Regions from separate parts of the Mus musculus genome. Here regions 2, 3, 4 and 5 are each linked to region 1. Evidence: chromatin contacts called from public Hi-C and HiChIP or PLAC-seq data. All regions are on one chromosome and are shown on one strand. Each heading gives the region's core, a stretch centred on a gene start, on an enhancer-like site or on the middle of the called end of the contact. The rest is flanking DNA. Distances are from core to core; before and after follow the strand shown.

Region 1 (2,700 bases), core at 144-2,643:
GGGGAGATGATAATTCAAGAGAGAGTTTTCTGCAGGAATCTTAGAACATAGAACATGACTGTGGGGGGGTCTTGATTCTGTAAGAGGGCAGTAGATTATTCTGCAGCTCCCACACTTACGGAACCCCCGGATCCCTGCTTGTCACATGTTCTGGGACCTTATACTTCTTCCAAGTACATGGTGGGAAAGAACCCAGGAGGTGGGCGGGCTCTCTCTGCAAAACCCAGACCCACCCCTTCCTGTTTTCTGCAACAACAGACCTCACTTCCTATGGCCTCAGTCTCCCTGTCTGTGAAATACAAATAATAATGTTCATTGCTGTATATAATGTATGCCAGCTATATCATTACATATCATTACAGCTCCCTCTAGTAAGAATATAACCCCCCCCACACACACACACACATACACATGTATGCATCCCTAAAGGTTTGATCCTTTTGAACTAGGAAAATGATACTGAGGTCTTAACCTGGGGGAATTCTCAACAGTTTCCAGCTTTAACAACCTGTGTAGTCATCGTGGCCACAGAGTCATCACTAAGATTGAAATGTTGACTTTGACTAAAGGGGAAAGACCAGTGGGAAGAAAGATTCTGTTATCCAACCAGTTTGAGCAAGTTGAAGTAGAAAATGTCAAGTTATGATACTGTGTGACAGGAGACAGCAAACATTTAAAACCCAGGTGTCTTAGATAATGCTGCGACAGGCAGAAGATGGTGGGTCATCCTTGTCTAGGAAGGCTGAGGAGAAAGCCACATGAGCAGGGGCTCACATAAAGAAGGCAACAGTTCCTTTATTCAAAGCAGTGATACAGAGCATGCATTGGGTGAAAGGGACACTTCTGTATTCTGCTGGTTCACAGGCAAACAGGGCTGGATTGTAAACAGGCTAATGAAAAACAACCTGTGGAATCCCGGAGAACTCAAGAGTTAGGTCAGCAGTCTCAGATTGGAAGGCATGTCTTCAGGGCTGGGCTGGAGCTCCATGGAGCACAGTGTGTGTGTGTGTGTGTGTGTGTGTGTGTGTGTGTGTGTGTGTGTGTGTGTGTGTGTGTACACGCCTGTACATGCATGGGCACGCACTCAACACAGGAGGGACTCAGGGAAGCTGCGAATGAGTGATCCCCACCATGTAGAAACGGGATGCTTAGCTGCCTGCCCCTCCACACACAGACCCTTGGTGATCACAGACAGTGACTACTGCAAATTCCTCATGCCAGTCGCCCTCCCTTACTGGCCGTCCCCCTTTTCCACACCCCCTCCAATGGTCCAGAGCTCGTGGTCTTAGTAACAGAGGACTTCTGACTGTAATCCTAGCGCGTCACTTTGTTGAAGGCAAACACGTGGTTTGGGGAGCACATATAAAACTCTGCTCCGGGCAGAATCGTGATGTTATCTGCTGGCAGCAGGTTTGCTCGGAGCAGAGCTGCTGAAACTGCCGGCAGGAGAGCGAGTGGGAGAGAAAGAGAGAAGGCGCTGAGAGCTGAGCTCTGGGGCAGGCGTCAGGGATGGAGAGAAGTATTAGGGTTTAAAGAGCCATTCTGGAGCAACCCATCTGCGGAGAGAAGGATCGGCAGAGGTCTATTTTAGGGTCGCAAGTACCTACTTACCCTAAGCGAGAAAGTGCAACCTTGGTGGAAGCTAGGAGAAGCTAGGGAAGGGTGCGAGTCCCGGGGCAGCCCGCAGCCAACGCGCCCAGGAGGCGGTGTTGTTCCACAGGGGTTAAGGAGGTGGCCGATCGCTGTCGCCCTTGGCCGCCTGGAGCAAGAAAAGGAGGATCTGAAGGACCGAGCTGGAGGCTGGCCCTCTTTGCAGGCAGCAGCGGCGGCTGCAACGTGGAGCGACCCAGCCGGGTGTAGGCCACAGCGCGGCCGGCAGGAGCGGGATCCTCGCCGCCTGCTCCGGCCTCTGTGGATCTCCGGGGCGGACAGTATCCCACCGAGTCTCCGAGTGAGCCGCTCCGGGGCGCATCTGCCTCCCCGCGGCTCGCCAGGCTCGCCCTCGGCGCGCGCGCACGCACGCGCGCACACGCGCACACATCCACACGCACACTCATCCACACACGTGTGGAAGGCAGGGCCGAGCCGCTCGGTCTTTGAACTTCTCAGTTAGAGCCCGGCGCAGCCCCGGCCGCCGCTCAGCGCTCCCCGCGGCCCTGCGTGCCTCCTGCCAGCCCCCGGACCTTCTCGTCTCGTCCCTTTTGGCCGGAGGATCGGAGTTCAGATCAGCCACTCCGCACCGAGCCTGACACACTGAACTCCATTTCTTCCTCTTAAGTTTATTTCTACTTCAGAGCCACTCACCCTCTCCCTTCCAGGAGAAAAAAAAAACAAACCTTTCTTACTCCTTAAAGTGAGAGATTCCCCCCCCACCCCGCCCCAGCATCGCATATTAATATCTCCACGTTGGGAACGCGTTGCATTTTCTTTTTTAAAGGAATCCCAGCCAGGGACGTTTTTCTATTGGGCATTAACTTTCGACTGCTTTGCAAAAGTTTCGTATTAAAAACAACTCTACCTGACCGCTCTGAGAATTACTAGTTTCTTTTTTATATATATTTTTTCTTACTTTAAATAACAACATCAACGTTTCTTCCTTTTAAAAACATGCACTACTGTGTGCTGAGCACCTTTTTGCTCCTGCATCTGGTCCCGGTGGCGCTCAGTCTGTCTACCTGCAGCACCCTCGACATGGATCAG
Region 2 (2,700 bases), core at 25-2,524, 660 kb after region 1:
TGTGCCTGCATGGCAAGCACTTTCATGTAGCTATATGATAGTTCCAGAGTCAGAACCTACTCATAAAAATTCTATATACAGGTCTGTATCACACATTCCTGATGAAAACTCTGTTTTAATAGCTTAAGTTTTATTATTGGTGATGATGTCAGGAAAAGAAAGACAAATTCAATTTTCAAGCCGTCAGTTAGTTAGGTAGAGTAATTCAGTTACATCATCTCTTTAATTTTTTTTCTCTTTTGAGGGAACAGCAGAGCCAATAGACTTAATGGGCTGATGAATAAGAGTTTTTCCTCTAAAGTCCTTTATGAACAGCTTGATGGAGTCTTGGTGAGTTTTCTTATTTATTTTCCCTAGATTTGCCCAGCAAAACTAACGCAGGGCTACCTATTGGACATCGTTATTCAAGGGCACTCTCCTTCAGGGAACAGCTTCACACTGTGGGTCTGTGAATGGACCAAGGCTGGGTCCACTGTCCTCATGTCTGGGTCATGGTGTCTAGTGGAGATGAGTGTCCAACCAAGCCAGGGCGGTCAGGAGTCCCGTGTGTGGGATTCTGGAGGAACCTGGGCTGTAAGATGTTCTTTCCTACTCTTTGGTTTTTAAGAGGTCAGTGTGTGAGCCACTTCAATGCCTCCCACTGTTGCCTGCGTTTTTACAATGCCAGCGTGAGCTGCAGTGGGGAGCAGGTTTATGGTGCGCGCCATTCAATTTAGACTCTACTAGAGCAAATGATTGCAGTGATTGGGAGGAAAGAAACTGGAAAATAAGTCCCTGATGTAAAACTGGTCACAGGGCCAAAACAGTAGTGCCAGTTATGACCTCAGTGCTTCACTGATGTTATTTTGACAACAGTCTTTTCAAAGCCATAGAGTCTATTATTAGTGAGGGTAAGCGTGCTGAACCGTATATTTTCCCCCCTCGGAAAGCCAGTGTCTTTGTATTTGAAGTTTCCATTTGCTTTTCTTAGTTTCACGTTTTTTTTGTGTGTGTTCTTCCTTGAGAAGAAGCACTGACAATAAACTGGGATGGAGAGAAAGAATGTCTGCAGGGTTATCCCAGCCTGGGTACAGCCCTGGGGTATACACAGACTATTCTCTCAGTCTGCCTAGTGTTTCCTTCCTTGATTGCATGGATTCAGAGCAGCGGGTTATATGATATGTTGTAAGCCAAACACTGAGACAATAAAAGTTTATCACATTTCTCTTATGTTAAAGTTGGGAGTCCGGCCCCCAGGGAAGCTCTGAAGTAAACAGTGTGATGTGAGCTCCTTTGTCAAGGAGTTCTTGAGAAGATGAGTCATAGACAAATAAATAATAAATATGACTCAAGAGTGTGCAATAGTATTGTATGATGGTAAAAAAAAGTGATGATTATGAATCTACACTGAATCCACAACAACTAGATGCAGTTTGGGGGTAGGCAGAAGATAACTGTGAGACATGGCTTCTGATGCTGGTCCTGTGAAGGCTCACAAAGAATGTATAGATGAACCGAATCAATACTGGAAAACACTGAGCTGACTAGTCTCTGAAAATGAATTCCAACGTTCCAGGAAACTCCATTTTTATATTGCTGTTTCCCAGGAACAGTCATAACTCCTGGTGTTTCTTCTGAACACAGAACACAAATTCCCCTTTTATGTTTCATAATATACTAGAAGGAGTTATCCTGAATGCCACATGGGAAGAACAGAAAGTCATTTCAAACAGCATCACTCATAAACCTCCCGGCCCACACATTAGACCACTTATCTAATTTTCATGAAACTGTACCCATCCACATAAATTTGGGACGTATTCCCACAGAGATAATAACATTAAATACATTAAATACAAAGCCAAAGTCAGTCACAACAACAAAATAGCCTGACAACATGAGCCAGCTCCCAAGTACAGCAGTGATATTTCATTCCTAGACGAAGCTGTGGTAACGTCAGCCTCTGACAAACCAAGAAAGTTACAAAGGTGCCTATTTGTTAATGAAAACTCTACCCAGAGGAAGCCAGCTACATAGTCTCTTTAAGGTTTGTGATACCTCCCTATGTCATTTTGTTCATAGATTATTGCTCTAAAGATCTCTGATCAATCCATTCAGTTACCTGATGTCTCAGTATTTACTGCCATTTTACAGATGAGGAAATAATCTGGCAGAGAATAAACTTTAATACCTATTTTAGCTTAGATCACACAGAAAATAAACTTCATAAAATATACTGGCCTCAAGATCATCCTGGTTGTGACAATTGGAGGTTCTATCAGAACTCTACATTGGTTCATGGGGATTGTCGCTTCTGCAACCCAATAGTTCCTTACTCGCATCACCAACTTCTTCAGTCATATCCTTCCGCCAAATATTTCTGAAACCCGCAGCCTCTCTTTTGTGAGGTACCAGGCTAGGTGCAGAAAGCTCCACGGAATTTACAACTTGCTCCCTAAGGTGCTCCTGGATTTAGGAGCAATACATGGGGCCCACTTACCAGTGAAGTTAGTATTTAATTTATCCACACCCTAATGTCTTCCATTGTAATTCAAACCTTTCCTCTGATGATCATCCGGATCAAGGTGGTCACCATCTCTATGTAACAAGTCATGGAAGCAGCTTATTGAGAAGAAAAAATGTGGTATGTTAGGGTTCCTGAAGGGGTAATTGAGTGGAAGCCATTGGCACAGGCAAGAGCACTCACTAGATATTGGGAGC
Region 3 (2,700 bases), core at 34-2,533, 850 kb after region 1:
GGAAAGAAGGGAGGGAGGGAGGAATAAAGAAAGAAAGGAAGGAAGGAAGGAAGGAAGGAAGGAAGGGAGGGAGGGAGGGAGGGAAGGAGGGGAGGTTATGTGGTGCTCTGAAGTAGCCTCATCCTTTTGAATGTTGGATTGTGGTCAGAACAGGCAATTTTCATATGCATGAATTGTTTGTGTACTGCATTAAGTGTATTCTGATGGGTTTGAATAGATCGTTGTAGTAATTCAGTAGCCTGCTTCATTCTTTAGCAAGGTTATTCTGTCTTCTCATTCTATTGACCTGGAAGACTCATGTTTCAGGGCAGCTGTCACTGTGTAAGAATCTCATAGTGGGTTTGGGTTATCATTGGATCCCCTTCCCATAGCTGAATTGCCTGGTCAGGCCTCAGTGGGAGCTAATACAACTTGATGTCCTAGGGCAGGGTGGTACCCAGGCAGGGGAGGTCTCCATTTCTCTGAGGAGAAGGAGGGGGGAGGTAACAGGGTTGGGATTTGTGAGTGTGGGACTGAGAGGAGAGGAGGGAACTGAGATCAGGATGTGAAATAAACAAACAAACAAACAAACAATGTCATAGTGTTCTTATTCACCCTCATGGAAGTTGATCTAAATACAGGAATTGATGTCTTTCTCATAGGAAGGAGCTAGAAAGTCTTGAAAGCTTGTTTTGATGGCCCATAATTAGAAGCCTTGGTGGCAGGGGCCAGGCTGATATAGGTCAGAAAGAAACCCTCTTTCCTCTTGCTCTTCCATCAGGATGAGTGACAGCAGGAACCTCCTGCTTCAACAGCCCTGATCCGAGGGAGCCAAAGCCATGGTGGGCCTTTGGAGAAGCTAGTCTGACACTCAGAGACCACATAAAGGTAATTTATGGGATATTGTCACTAGAAGGAAGAGGAAAGCATGAAGTTGGAAGGGCATCAAAGATGGGAGGGAGGGCATTTAAATGTCCAGGCAGAAAATGAGAAAGCACCCTGCTGTTAAGTGCTTGAGGGAATTGAAGTGCACTGTTATTACGGAGCCATAATGAAAGCCTGGCTCAAGTGCCCTTCTGCCTGTAAGCACAACTTCTCAGAGGGAGACTGGATTCACAGGGATGATGATGATTTGCTTGGGACTTTTGCCCCTGAAGTATAAGAATAGCTTAGGCATTAGGTATTCCTAATTTGTTAGAACTTGTGAGCAACTGGCAAAGCTGGCGAGTGTAAAGAGGCCGGGACTGCATTGGAGTCTAATAAAAAACCCCAATAAAAGTTTTAAACTAGTTCACACATCTGCAGTCTAACGGGGGTGTATGGGGTGTATTACCTAATGTGAGCAATGGCTGGGGCAGCTACACCCTATGCTGCTGGATGCTTAATGGAGTATGAGGGTGAGGAGCAATGAGGGTGCCACCTTCCCCAAGTGGCAGTTACTGCTATGCAGAGAACCTTCCCATGAACCTCCAGGGGACTGAATTAAAGACGTTGCAGCCAATTCTCTCTGGGACTCTGCAATTTGCACATGTAAGCATTCTTGGATCAGAATTGAGGCATGCTTCTTCAATGTCCAGATATCTTTACCAGGAGATAAAATTTAAAAAAAGATGATGTCTGGTGTTTGAATATCCCTGTGTAAAAATAATCAACTCTAGTCCCAGGGCCCCTGTCAGGGGTCAAAGAGCCTGTTCCTCCTATTTCTGGGTTTGGGGGATTTCACTAGAGTCCAAAGGAAAGGGGACCAGTGCAGGGGAGGTGGGAAGTTCATGATCTCCTTTCATCATTTAAAGTAATTCATGGAGAACTTGGAAAAATACAGAAGATAGAATTTTTAATAAAATACTTAAAACTTTATAAGTTGTTGATATTACATGCAAAAAAAAATTTCTCCCACTCTAGAGTATTACAAAGTGTTTGCATTGTAAGCTGACATTCAAGTGTGTTTAATTAGGTGATGGATAGGAGCACTTCAGCACAGTGCATAAAACTGTCCAGCCTAAGGCCCAATCATTGGCTCTATCCCAGGAGAAGGTGCTGGGGGCACTTCCCAGCCAACAGTAGCAGCCTTCAAGGCCAGTGCCCACCAGGAGCACATAGATCAAGTCAGTTCCTACAGACTGCTCACACATTTATATTAAAAAGGAGAAAAATCTACCTTCTGGGATTTTTCCAGAGCTTCTACTAGTCTCCCCTCTCTCAGCTCATCAAGCTTAAAAATGGTTGCCTTTGTTAGCTCTCAGCCGACCTTTACCTTCCAGACTAAGGAGATTTGAAACCCTTCTCCCAAGGTTATGGGCTATACAAAGGGCTTTTCAGTTCAGTATATTTTCCTGAAAAGAAAATCTTCTGTCTCATAAAAACATACAGAAAAGCATGGGGGGGGGGGGCAGTAGGCAGCAGACAGTCTGCAAAATTCCCCCTTCAGTACCATCGCTCACCCAAGAGAAATGACAGCTGTTCTGGCGACTAGCACCAGGTGAATCGGTCCAGACAACTAGCAAGCTCACCTATCTTACTTTTGCAAGGAGACTCACCGCGATGGGTTTCTTATCCTGGAATTGAAAGTGCTGACCTGGCCTTTGTGCTTAAGTGGAAACTTCAAAATGACAGAGATAAACTTGGCCTTCAGTAGACATCATTTACCTCCTCCCATGCTGCCCCTTACCTCCAAAATCTAGGTGCAGCAGCAGTCTTTAACACATTAAGTGACAACCAGCA
Region 4 (2,700 bases), core at 27-2,526, 970 kb after region 1:
TCTGGGTTTACTCATGGTACACATACATACATACATACATACATACATACATACATACGTGTAGGCAAGACGCTCATAAATGTAGTAACGAGTCAATAAATGTTTTGAGAAAATTAGAAAGTGTTTGCAGCCTCCTTGAGACTGTATGACTACCACTCTCCTTGTCACTGTCAGGCAGCTCATCAGACCAAAATCACTCATTTCTAAAGCCACCAGCGTAGTTCAGAGTTAAGGCATTCCTCATTGTAAAATGTCAGAGCTCATAAGAAGTGTCTACCTGAAGTCACTAGACTGCTTACTGAGTGAATCCTGGCTGTTCACTCCTCAATGGGCTGCTTCTCCTTCTCCTTCCACCCATGTCAATACCACTCCCAACCCACTCTCTTCCATACCTTTTCCAGGTCCATGGTTTTATTGTGTGACCCATTTTGGTTTAAGCAGGGATAACTGTATGATCATTGGCTTGACATTATCTTTCAGAGACTAGTGGGGTCACTTTGGGCACACAACTGCAGGAAATGACTGTCCCCTCCCTGAATCTCTCCATGGGAAATAGTCCACACGTGGGATGTAGGGTCTCCTGAGTCTACCCTCCATCCTTGTCTGGCTGTGGCCAGTATGTTTAAATTTCCCCCATGAGCCAGGTCTGAGCCAGGCTTGGAGTGTAGCTTTATACTTACTGCTCCTAATCCTCTCAACAGCTCTGCCTACATTTTATAGGTTAGGGAATGGGCTACAGAGGATAATGTTTCTTGCCCATTATAGGGTTGGCTAACTACCTTGATTTGCAAAGAACTGAGGAACTTTTCCAGGGTGCAGGAATTTCAGTGCTATGAATGGGTGAACTGAGACAACAAACAGCATTTGGGGTTGGGGTGGGGACATGTCACAAAACAACCTCAGAACCAAAAGCCAACTGAAGTCATTCTTGCCCCAAAGTTCAAGTGTGGATAGACTTCAGGGGAAAAAATCACATGTGGTTATGTAATAAAAAAAAAATTCTCTCCCCCCCCCCCCCACCCCCCATATATCTCTCATCATGACCTTATTTCCCTCTTCTGTTTCCAGTTATCACTGGATCCCAAATCCAACCTGAAGATTTAGAGTCTATGTGATCCTATTTTCTGTTTTTATTCATTCCCAGCTTTCTCCTTACATAAATTAAGCTTTGTGCTGACATTCCTGTGATTAGAAAAATCCCACAGGGTTTCAGGAGTGTTTCCTGGCTTGGCACCCTTCTGCTCCAGTCCAACCTTGCTGACTCATTCCCTCACATGATTTGCTGTGTTTCCTTTCAAAGATTCAGGTGAGTCCATTTCCCAGATCGAGAGAGACTCTAGTGCTACTCACTACTCGAACCCTGCCACCCTCACCTAACTGGAAGAAAAAGAAAATGTGAGCTCCACCCCATAGCCAGAGATTCTGAACTGCAGAGTGTATGCAAGTGCATTTGAGTTAGAGAGGCCCTAGGCTGTATGCCACCCATTATTCCAAGACATCACTAGCTAAGCATTCAAGTCCCTAGGAAGGGGCCACAGAAAAGCTCAATGGCTGCAGCCTGTGCTACATGCGCATAACACCTCTCTTCACTCCTAACACCAAACATATAAATAACATAACATAATATGAGAACTTCTGGCTCATTGTTAAAAAAAAAAAATCCTTCTAAGGTCTAATGAACAGTCCACATTCATTAAGAATCAAAACCGTGGGCAGTCTGTGGTGGCGCATGCCTTCAATCACAGAACTCAGGAAGCAGAGGTAGGCAGATATCTGTGAGTTCTAGGCCAGCCTGGTCTACAGAGTAAGTTTCAGGACAGCCAGAGAATAAGAAAACTTGTCTCAAAAAAAAAATTTACAGGAATTTCTCACCTGTGGAAAAATAACACAAAGGCACATAGAGTGATTCCTAATTTAAAAACATGTTCCTTTTGGAACAATGGAAACTGAGAGCAAAGAATAATTAATTTTAAAACTTTAAGTCAGACAAAATCTCAGGCTGGAAAGATGGGTCCTGAGTAAAGACCATGCATGGCTCTTTCAGAGGATCCAAGTTCAATTCCAAGCACCCACAACAGGTAGCTTACAGCCTCCTGTAATGCTAGCTCCAGGGGACTGGATATTCTCTTCCAGCCTCCAAGGGAGCATGCACACATGTAGCACAAACTGATAAAGGTAAATGCACACAGTTTTTAAAAGAAATTAAATCTTATGTTGTATACAGACCACATTTAAGGATAGGCCCTGTGTGGCATACCTCACCAGGACATGCTCACATACCTCACATGCTGAGAATGTGGCCTGTCCTTAAGTGTGGCCAATTCAAAACAAACTCAAGGGCATTTTGTTGTTTTTGTTTTTGTTTTTTGTTTTTGTTTTTGTTTTTGTTTTGTTTTGTCTCATATAGCTTTGTCTGGTTTTCTGTGTGTTTGTTGTTGGGTGTGGGTTTGCCTTACAGGTGTTTTTCTTCTGTATTCTGCTTTCTGATTTAAGTGTTTTATGGGATTAGTGTTTTTATGGGATCTGTGTGTGTGTGTGTGTGTGTGTCTTTCTGTCTCTCTCATCTGTCTGTTTCTATCTCTTTCTGTGTCTTTTTGTGTCTCTTGTATCTCTTTCTATCTCTCTCTGTCTATGTCTCTGTCTCTTTCTGTGTGTCTGTTTCTGTCTTTCTATCTGCCTCTGTTTCTTTCTATTTCTCTG
Region 5 (2,700 bases), core at 27-2,526, 890 kb after region 1:
TTTGTTTGTTTGTTTTTTTTTTACTCTTTAAAGTTTCTTCTGGTCCTGTGAGAAGCTCTCTTTCTTCTGCTTATCTCCAGAAGCTGAGAGACTTTACCCCCTACCCACAAACAGCTTAAGAACTCCAGGGAGGGGAAGCTGCGTGAATGCTGTAAAAGTCTTCTGTTCCTAGATTTTCACAGTGGGCATAAACAGACCGAATTTTAAAAGGCGACGACTTCCCCCCAACCCCTCACAAAAAAAAAAAAAAAAAAAAAAAAAAAAAAAAAAAAAAAAGTCAAAAGATAGGAAAAAAAAAACAAAAAACCAGAAGCTAAAAATAAACAAGTAAAAGAGAAAAGTCCCTGTAATTTCAGCTTTCAAACACAAGGCTGAGCCATCAAGGAAAGTATTTTTACTGCCTTGTCAATATTTTTCCTGGAAGAGCCTGTAAACAGCCTGTGTTCAGCTCTGGATGGCGTGTGCCTCATAGGCTTAGGTGTCTCTGACCACAGAATAACTTTATCCCAGAGAACCAGAGCAGACAGGAACTCTGGTCTCAGTATTCCCTGCAAATAAGAATACAAGGATAGATATAGATTTACTTTTTAAAAAAAAGGCTCAGAGCCATAGGAAAGACAATTGGGCTCCCTTTGAGAACCATTATTTCTCATGGAGTTCTTACTGGCAATACCTCCACATAGTCAAAGACAGAGCTTGCTTTCCTGGACCCATCTGCATCTATTTTCTTACTCTAACTAGGGTGGAATGCCCAAAGATCCACACGGGAAAACCTAGAGAGTTTGTCCTTCTGAAAAAAAAAAATGTTGAGTTTTCATTTATTTATCCTGTGGGTGAAAAACTCACCAGCTTTTGTGTCTTCTAAATTCATAGCTAAGAACAGCAGGGAATCCAAATGCTGATCTGCATGCTAGTGAGGGAAACATGATCTTAGGGGCTTTTAAGCACAAGTGGGTCTCCAGTTCTCTCTGCCCTGGGGATTTTTGCAGGCATTTGCCCAAACCCCTGCATTTCAGACAAGGAGAACAGCATGTGGTATTGCCTGGCCAGTGGCTCGGTGTCTAACTGGTCCTCCCCTCTGCTGGCTGATTTATTAGGCTCTGCTGATCTCTCTGCTTAAGGAAAATCCATCACTTGACAATCAGGCCATCTCCCTCCCTCCCGTCCTCCCACCCTGTAGATCTGTGATTATTTGATGCAGGGTGGAAGGTGGGTGCTGGGAACCATCAGGGGAAACTAACAGCATGTTAGAGGCTCGTTCATCACCCTGAAGGCCAGGGATGCAGTGTGTGCTTTCCTGTCAGACTTGACTAATAGGGCCTCGGTCTGGACCCGGCCACCACTGTGCAGTCAGCAAACCTCACAGGGAAGATTGCTCATTCTCTCTTCCAAAAGGGCCCCACACGGACCGACATCTCCCTTTATCTGATTGCCTCTGACTAAAAAGCTCTGAAAGGTTACTTGGACAATGGAAGCTCATAATTTTACCCCTTGGGAAAAAAATATTTCCCACAAGGGAAAATATCTATTATTCTTGGAGACTGCTTGACAACTTCTAATTTCATTGACCAGCTCAAACTTGCACCAAAAACCCAGTCAGTTTTTAGACAAATAAAATCCAACTGAAAATTGATTCTAAGAAATTATATAGATTGGAACTATCAAATTCTCTAAGAAGATATGACATATGTTTCGTATGGATCATGGACCTCATATAACTTTTTGGGGGGAAAGGGGAAAGGGGTGTCAAGAAACCAGATTGCAAAGATAAATAGGACTTTCTTGATACTTTTAAACATGACAAGTCATGGGTAAAAATGAATAGATCAATAAATAATGGACAGCATGTTTTGTTTCCTGTCATGCTAAGGCAATCCTGTCTTCACCCTTCCTGGCAATATCTGAGATGACTGCACCAGGGGCCAGTTTGTCCTCCTTGCTTGACACATCCATACTTGTTTTCTCCCAACATGTCTGAAAGAAGTAAGCAGACTCAAGTGACAACTTTTTTGTTTGTTTTGTTTGTTTTGTTTTTTCCCCCCATGGAGTCTTAACCCCCGGACCTATTTCTTTCTACAACCACAAAAACAGATGTTTTCTTTTCTTAGTTTTTTTTCCCACTCCTCTTGCTCTTGCAGCTTCCCAGATGAATTGGTCTACAGTGCTGTCTGCTGTGTGGAGATGTTCCAGGTGCTTACAGAGCAGAAGGGTTTGCCAAATTGACAATTTATCTCAAGCTCTGGACGTAGAGTCCACCCTCCGTGGTGAATGTGTCCCGAGGATCCGTTTGCATCCTGTCACTGACGGCTGTGGTTCTGGTTCCCAGCAAGATGGATGGGCTCCTAGAAGACCTGGCTGGAGACAAGAGATCACGGCTTATCTAAATCAGTAGTGGGAGACATTGCTTTGTCTGATCCTCATCTGAGGTCGGAGTCTATCCCGAGGCTCAGCACAAGTGTGGCTTCTGAGGCTCAGCATTCCTGGCTATCAGAAAACCCGAGCTAGCCTCTAAGTAAGTAAGCCATGGCCGCCCTGGCACCATTGGAGAAGCCTGGGTGGAGAGGGTCATATATCTTTCCCCCAAATCACAATTCATTCTCTCATGCTATCTGTCCCGCCCACTGACTGGAGCTTTAACCAAAAAGGCATGCATGTCCCTATGTATACCTGTCTGTACCCAAATGCTGATCCCTATAAACC

The links. HiChIP or PLAC-seq counts read pairs in DNA pulled down with a chosen protein or histone mark. Hi-C and Micro-C count contacts between places; a contact is called where the count stands out from the background.
Region 2: a Hi-C map of the N1E-115 cell line shows a contact between it and region 1, with 5 times the contacts expected there. The contact joins the enhancer-like site here to the promoter of Tgfb2 in region 1. A contact is called at or near these places in 1 of 39 promoter capture datasets (embryonic stem cells), 5 of 484 Hi-C or Micro-C datasets (the N1E-115 cell line, cortical neurons, nephron progenitors and 2 more), 16 of 115 datasets of contacts at active chromatin or transcription factors (the NIH/3T3 cell line, astrocytes, bone marrow-derived macrophages and 13 more) and 4 of 9 other capture datasets (adipose tissue, embryonic stem cells, liver and 1 more).
Region 3: a contact with region 1 is called in an H3K4me3 HiChIP or PLAC-seq map of embryonic limb bud, with 7 times the contacts expected there. The contact joins the enhancer-like site here to the promoter of Tgfb2 in region 1. A contact is called at or near these places in 6 of 39 promoter capture datasets (the HPC-7 cell line, the SN4741 cell line, embryonic stem cells and 3 more), 4 of 484 Hi-C or Micro-C datasets (cerebral cortex, cranial neural crest, embryonic fibroblasts and 1 more), 9 of 115 datasets of contacts at active chromatin or transcription factors (astrocytes, cardiomyocytes, embryonic basal ganglia and 6 more) and 3 of 9 other capture datasets (embryonic stem cells, liver and pancreatic islet).
Region 4: an SMC1A HiChIP or PLAC-seq map of the NIH/3T3 cell line shows a contact between it and region 1, with 8 times the contacts expected there. The contact joins the enhancer-like site here to the promoter of Tgfb2 in region 1. A contact is called at or near these places in 4 of 39 promoter capture datasets (the 3T3-L1 cell line, the C10 cell line, embryonic stem cells and 1 more), 1 of 15 datasets of contacts at CTCF or cohesin (the NIH/3T3 cell line), 2 of 484 Hi-C or Micro-C datasets (3T3-L1-derived adipocytes and myocytes), 13 of 115 datasets of contacts at active chromatin or transcription factors (the NIH/3T3 cell line, astrocytes, craniofacial prominence and 10 more) and 1 of 9 other capture datasets (embryonic stem cells).
Region 5: an H3K4me3 HiChIP or PLAC-seq map of neural tube shows a contact between it and region 1, with 16 times the contacts expected there. The contact joins the enhancer-like site here to the promoter of Tgfb2 in region 1. A contact is called at or near these places in 4 of 39 promoter capture datasets (the C10 cell line, embryonic stem cells, liver and 1 more), 1 of 15 datasets of contacts at CTCF or cohesin (the NIH/3T3 cell line), 8 of 484 Hi-C or Micro-C datasets (differentiating embryonic stem cells, embryonic fibroblasts, embryonic stem cells and 3 more), 12 of 115 datasets of contacts at active chromatin or transcription factors (craniofacial prominence, embryonic forebrain, embryonic hindbrain and 6 more) and 3 of 9 other capture datasets (adipose tissue, embryonic stem cells and liver).

What each region holds. Positions count from the first base shown.
Region 1 is chr1:186,704,682-186,707,381 of GRCm38.p6, reverse strand. It overlaps Tgfb2 (transforming growth factor, beta 2), which reads left to right and starts at 1,393. Exons shown (of 7, transcript NM_009367.4): 1 at 1,393-2,700. The coding sequence starts at 2,608.
Region 2 is chr1:186,042,290-186,044,989 of GRCm38.p6, reverse strand. No RefSeq gene overlaps it. Among named protein-coding and RNA genes, the nearest start is that of Lyplal1, 74 kb to the left of the region's middle. Within about 2 kb of position 1,274, at least 18 of the 459 cell types and tissues checked have an H3K27ac peak or open chromatin away from gene starts, as enhancers often do. A contact at or near this core is called in the N1E-115 cell line, pancreatic cancer cells and uterus, where this site is marked.
Region 3 is chr1:185,850,059-185,852,758 of GRCm38.p6, reverse strand. No RefSeq gene overlaps it. Among named protein-coding and RNA genes, the nearest start is that of Gm35023, 230 kb to the right of the region's middle. Within about 2 kb of position 1,283, at least 11 of the 459 cell types and tissues checked have an H3K27ac peak or open chromatin away from gene starts, as enhancers often do. A contact at or near this core is called in embryonic limb bud, where this site is marked.
Region 4 is chr1:185,735,522-185,738,221 of GRCm38.p6, reverse strand. No RefSeq gene overlaps it. Among named protein-coding and RNA genes, the nearest start is that of Gm35023, 120 kb to the right of the region's middle. Within about 2 kb of position 1,276, at least 10 of the 459 cell types and tissues checked have an H3K27ac peak or open chromatin away from gene starts, as enhancers often do. A contact at or near this core is called in the NIH/3T3 cell line, where this site is marked.
Region 5 is chr1:185,817,732-185,820,431 of GRCm38.p6, reverse strand. No RefSeq gene overlaps it. Among named protein-coding and RNA genes, the nearest start is that of Gm35023, 200 kb to the right of the region's middle. Within about 2 kb of position 1,276, at least 13 of the 459 cell types and tissues checked have an H3K27ac peak or open chromatin away from gene starts, as enhancers often do. A contact at or near this core is called in neural tube, where this site is marked.